Regions from separate parts of the Mus musculus genome. Here region 2 is linked to region 1. A link is a contact called in public HiChIP or PLAC-seq data. All regions are on one chromosome and are shown on one strand. The core of a region is the stretch at or near the end of the contact, and the rest is flanking DNA. Distances in the headings are between cores, read along the strand shown. Region 1 overlaps Pax7 (paired box 7). Region 2 overlaps Gm13025 (a long non-coding RNA gene).

Evidence for each region. HiChIP or PLAC-seq counts read pairs in DNA pulled down with a chosen protein or histone mark.
Region 2: a contact with region 1 is called in an H3K27ac HiChIP or PLAC-seq map of large pre-B cells, with 1.9 times the contacts expected there. The contact joins two enhancer-like sites. A contact is called at or near these places in 1 of 39 promoter capture datasets (hippocampal neurons), 1 of 15 datasets of contacts at CTCF or cohesin (large pre-B cells) and 1 of 115 datasets of contacts at active chromatin or transcription factors (large pre-B cells).

What each region holds. Positions count from the first base shown.
Region 1 is chr4:139,737,540-139,740,239 of GRCm38.p6, forward strand. It overlaps Pax7 (paired box 7), which reads right to left. Exons shown (of 9, transcript NM_011039.2): 9 at 542-2,700. Among named protein-coding and RNA genes, the nearest start is that of Gm42334, 3.9 kb to the left of the region's middle. Within about 2 kb of position 1,427, at least 11 of the 459 cell types and tissues checked have an H3K27ac peak or open chromatin away from gene starts, as enhancers often do.
Region 2 is chr4:140,683,515-140,686,214 of GRCm38.p6, forward strand. Gm13025 (a long non-coding RNA gene) reads left to right here. Exons shown (of 3, transcript XR_001784551.2): 3 at 570-2,597. Among named protein-coding and RNA genes, the nearest start is that of Gm13025, 5.1 kb to the left of the region's middle. Within about 2 kb of position 1,442, at least 126 of the 459 cell types and tissues checked have an H3K27ac peak or open chromatin away from gene starts, as enhancers often do.

The DNA.
Region 1 (2,700 bases), core at 177-2,676:
ATCCTGGGGAGAATTGGAGCCTCTTAAAGGAGTCTTCTTAGTTGGCTACTGTGGAGTCCCTCAGCAAGGCTTAGCTCCATGTCTGAGAACATTCTACCATTTCCATGCAAAACAATACCAGCCTCTGGTGGAGCATGCTAATCCAGGCTCCGTCCTGGGCCACAGCCATCATCTGGCTGCGAAACCACCCTGCTCTCCTGTCTCCCTGGCTAGCTCCTCCCCTCACTCTTCTCTCCTACCCTCTTGCTTCCTAATTTCTGTTTCCTGTGCTTGTTCCTGGTCCCCTAAAAGAAGGGCAAAGTTAATTCGCCTATAAAGTAAAGGAGTAGGAGCTTGGCTCTTCAAGCCATCTCTTTCATTTTCAGAGCGAGAGAGAAAAACCAAATCGGGAGTAGGGAAATGACAAAGAAAAAAAAAAAGAAGGAGGAACCCGAGAAAGGCTGGCATACATAATCCAAACACACAATGAGATCCCTACAGATGGTCCCCGGCACTAGCACGACACAAACTGTGGGGGTTTCTTTCCATTTTTTTTGTTTTTGTTTTTGTTTTTAAGTATATAGATTTATATATAAAAAGCCAATGTTCTATAAACAAACAGCACAACATCACATTTTCAACTACCAGACAATGAGTTCAGAGGGGCCTCCACAGAAGAACCAGTAGCTACTTGAGGTGACATGGAGGGCGCCCCTCTTATTTTGCTATTGACTCTATTTACAGGGATTGGGGTGGGGGCTGTTTCTGGTCCAGTCTGGCCACTGGAAATCGGCCTTCTTCTAGGTTCTGCTCAACCCCAGAGGGACGGCCACAGAGGGACGGCGGCGGAGAGGCCTGGTGCCTCTCATCTAATCGATGTCGCCTCACTGTTGAAATTACAAGCTGCCCAAACAAGGCTGAGTTTTACAGATCAAAGCAGACAGATTCACAAAAGCATGAGACAGTTGGGAAAACCTGTTGGGGTCAAGGGGTTCCCCACAACACAAGTCCCATTTTATACCAAGATGGCAGCTTGGGGGAGCATTCAGAGGCATGGCATGGAATGAGAAGTCATTTTGTTTTCTCCCAAGCAGGTCTCTAGTTGCGGTTACCCTCACGGGCAGATCATTATGATTGGTCCAAGCGTTGGAATGTTGCTCCCTTGGCTGGGACTGGGCCCTGTGGATGTCACCTGCTTGAAGTTCCTGCTCCTAAAGTGTAGTAGGTGAACGAAGACTCAGGTGTATCCAGAGCCAGGCCTCCAGGGAGCAAGGAATGTGGAGGAGGATGCATTTGGTCTTTGAAAGGGGTGCTTGCAGCTGTGAGAAGTTCAAAAGGAGAACCTGGGTTCCCAAGGGGGCAATGTGGCTTTCCTCTTGTCCAGACCTTGAAGAGCCCAACAGTCTCCTCCTTTGAAACCTGGACAGAGCTGGTGAGCTCCATCCGCCTGGTGCTCCATGCTACCAGAGAGTCAGTTTGCCCTCAGTTATTATTAGACTTCTCTAAACCACAGATACAAGCCATTCTAGTCATGGCCCGGGACAGGCTTCAGATAATAGGTCTAGAGATGAGAAATCGGTGTACATTGGTCACATGTTCATGTAGACAAGTGTCCCTGGTGTCTTGTCGGTTCAGGTCCCCAGGCAAAAGGAAGTCAGTTGGGGCTTTTAAGCCCATAGTTCCTCTCTCTAGGAATGTCTTGCTGGCTGAGGGCAGGAGACATGGGCCGGGCCAGCAGGTGGTTTCATGTGTACAGGTGGCAACAGGTGATCAAGCCCAGGGTTCCTGGATTTAGTGCTGTGGGGTACCAGCACTGGATGAGGGTGATCCAGAAGTAGGCTATAGCGAAGGAGAGGGTAAAGATGGATGCGATTTTGATAAATAGAGGATGATAAACAGCTCCACAGAGGAGAGGATTGGGGGGGGGGGAGGGCTCAGCAATCCGTTTCCCTCAAAAGACCCAGCTCTAAGAGAGGGCGGGGTACAAGGAAGACTCTGGAGTGCTTAAGAAAGGTGCTTTGTCCTCTTTGCTGGGACTTTTAGCATCTTCCTCTGTCCCCGGGGTGGCGGGGGTGGGGGTGGGATGGGGTGGCTTAGAAACAGTGCCCAGAGCGCACTGTGCTTTGTAAGGCGACAGAAGCCTCCTGACTGAGCAGCCATCACTGAAAAATATGCTACTCTGAAAAGGACAGCGACATGGCCTTCCTCTAAGATGCCAAGAAGGCTGGAACATCTTCTCTGGGGTGGAGCAGCAATTTTGTCTGGCCCGAGAAGGCTCTCTGCATCCGGTGGCATCAAGAGCCTTACATTCTGGAGGATGGAGGCCCCCTTTCAGGGAACCAGGTTTCCAGCTGCCAGCAAGATGGTATGCCGAACCCCAGGGGTGCGGACTTGAAAGCTTGGTGCTCTCTGACTGTCTGAGCCTGCCTTCTGCCTCCTGTCACCTCAAGACCTCTTCTCCTACCAATTGAGGAGAGTGACAGGTTCTGTGGGCTGCCCAGGCCTGACACAGTGGGCAAGCCTCTGTCAGATTGCAGCCTAGGAATCCTGCACCTCCTGATGCTAGATTCAGGACCAGGCATTCTGGGATAGCCCATGGGCAATCAGCTCTGCCTCTGTGCCCCCTACCCTCTGCTAGAATCCCTTCCTGGTCTCCTGATGCCCTGCAGGGTGCATAGGGACAGTCCTAAAGTCCTCTGGATTCCTAGGTAAAGCTGGGAT
Region 2 (2,700 bases), core at 192-2,691, 950 kb after region 1:
TGTGAGCCACCATGTGGTTGCTGGGATTTGAACTCTGGACCTTTGGAAGAGCAGTCGGGTGCTCTTACCCACTGAGCCATCTCACCAGCCCCTCCTCTTACTTTTTGAGACACGTTCTCTCACTGAACACAGAGTCCATCTCTTCAGGGAGCTCCAGGGATCCCCAGTCTCTTGTCTCTCCAATGCTAAGCCTAAAGGCTCAGCGGGCTCCTCCGTGGGTGCCTAGAATCAGATCTCGAGCAGGAGGCAGACGCTTTAGTCCGTGCATGTCCCCACAGAGGCCAGACGTGTCAACTCCCTGGATCTGGCTGCACAGATCAGATCATTGTGAGCTACCCCACCCCCACCCCCCAGGGACAGCAGCAGTGCGTGTCCTTGTCCCTGACTGCTGAGCTCACTAACACCTTGCTGATTTACCTACTTATTTGAGTCAAGGTCTCAATAGGTAGCCCAGGCTAGTCTTCAACTTGAAATCCCCCTGCCTCCACCTCCCAAGAGGAGGGACCACCACCGGCACGCACCCCTAATACCAACTTGTCTCTCTCTCTCTTTTTTTTCCCCTTTCACAGAATGGCATGTTTCTTCATTAACCAAGACATCACTGACATGTTCTTCCCTCTACCGTCCCACAGGGAGCCTGGTAATTCCCACAGACTTCAGGCCCCGCCCCAGAACAATGAGGTCTCTGGGCCCCCAGCAGATAGGAAACACATGGCCACACAGTCTGTTAGATTGTCAGGATCAAAGCAGAACATCTGGTTCTGACCCCCAGAGGGGCCCCAGCCGGAGCGCCAGCTCCTGTACCACAGTGGAAGGTCATTTTTTCCAGCCGTTTCGTGGTTCTCCATCAGGAAGGGAGGGGGGCTGTGATTGCCCCCCACAGAACATCTGTCAATGTCAGGAGATATTTTCGGGTTTTCCAGCTGAAAGGAAGGAGGAACTGCTGACATCTGTGAGGTGGGGGCCCCCCCCCCCGGGGCTAGCGCTGAGCCAGCTGCGGTTGCTCATGTCAAACAGCAGCTCTGCCCAAACTGATCTGGGGAAACTGAGGGGGTCCCTCCTGGGGTTCCTAGCTTCATTAATAAACGGATTTAAGAATGAACTCAATTGGAGACACAAGGACAATTTTATTAGAGTCTAAAAGAAAACCCCCAGGGCGGGCAGGCTGTAAACCTCCGCAGCTGCCCAGAGGAGGAGAGCACAGAAAGGGAACTGGGACCATGCCATTTAAGCTGGGACGGAAGTCAGACACGTGGCTAGCAAGCGGCCACATGGTGCCAAGGGAGGCTTTGGAGAAAGTGTAAGGAAGGCCGGAATGTCAGAGGGAACCCCCAAAACCTGGCTTAAAAAAGAGATAGGAGAAAGGATAAACTTACGCTTGCTAAATAAACAAATTTACCAGATTAAGTGGCTGCAATAAATGGGCTTCCCCACTAGGGACAGGGCTTCTGGGAGGAGACCATAGTATCTCAGTAATTCCTTCTGCCTGTCTCTTCCCAGGACCCCACTGTCCTAGGAATGGCCCTTAGGGAAAGTGAATGACCCGCCTCCACCCCACCCCGAGCCACAGATTCCATTCTCTGGACCAGTAGTAGGTTCAAGTTCAAGTTAGTGCAAAGGACTGGGAAATGACACTTGGGAAGGTGACGTTGGCCTGTATAGTCACAGGACAAAAGGCAAGTCGTGAATCATTGCACATTATAGAGGGGGTGGGGGATGGGGGAGTGGGATGTGGCTCAACCGCTCACCTAGTACACAAAGCCAGAGGTTCAGTCCCCAGCACTGCATGTGGGCGTGCCTGCCATGCTATTGCTCAGAAAACCGAAGGATCAGTTCAAGGTCACCCTCACCTGGGTCGTGAGTTCTAAACCAGCCTGAGATACATGAAACCCTGTCCCAAAGCAAAACTAGAATGCATTGGCCGTGCCTTCAGGTAGACAAACCATAGCAGCTGAAGGAAATGCTGAGCTGAACTCACAGAAATCCACCTGCCTCTGAGTGCCCGGATTAAAGTCCCGGGCAACCATGACTGGTTCCCTGGTTTTGAGACATAATCCAGACTAGCCTTACACGCTCCGTGTGACCAAAGATGCTGTAGAATTTCTGATCCTCCTGCCTCCACCTTCCAAGATGAGATTGCAGGTGTGTGTGTCGATTCCTGCTTTATAAAGTGCCAGGCCGAAGCATTGGCTTCCTGAAGGCTGCAGGCAAGCACAGCTCCCTGCTTTCAAAAACCTATCGAATCAAAGTCTTAGCTTAAGGGTTGATGGAAGCTGCATCCTTGTGTGTCAAGAATGTCTTCTAAAAGTCAAGAGGATGTCAGGTCATACAAGAGGTGGATCGAAAATGGTTACTACGGGAGACTGAAGACAACTGGGATGATGCACTCGTGACCTACACCCTTCATCTCTCTGGAAGTGTCATGTTCTACACAGCCAAGGTCAAGAGAGCTGCAGATCCTCAAAGACAAATGTAGCCTCTTCAGAGAACATCAGTTCCATTTACACAGCACAGAGGGTGATCGTGCCAGAGAGGATGGCCCGGCTGTGTGTGTATGCATGTGTCTCTGTGTGTGCATGTGTCTGTGTGTGTCTGTGCATGGGTGTGTACGTATGTATGTCTCTGTGCGTCTGTCTGCACGAGTGTGTAAGAGTGTGTATATGTGCTGGGCAGTGGTGGCGCACGCCTTTAATCCCAGCA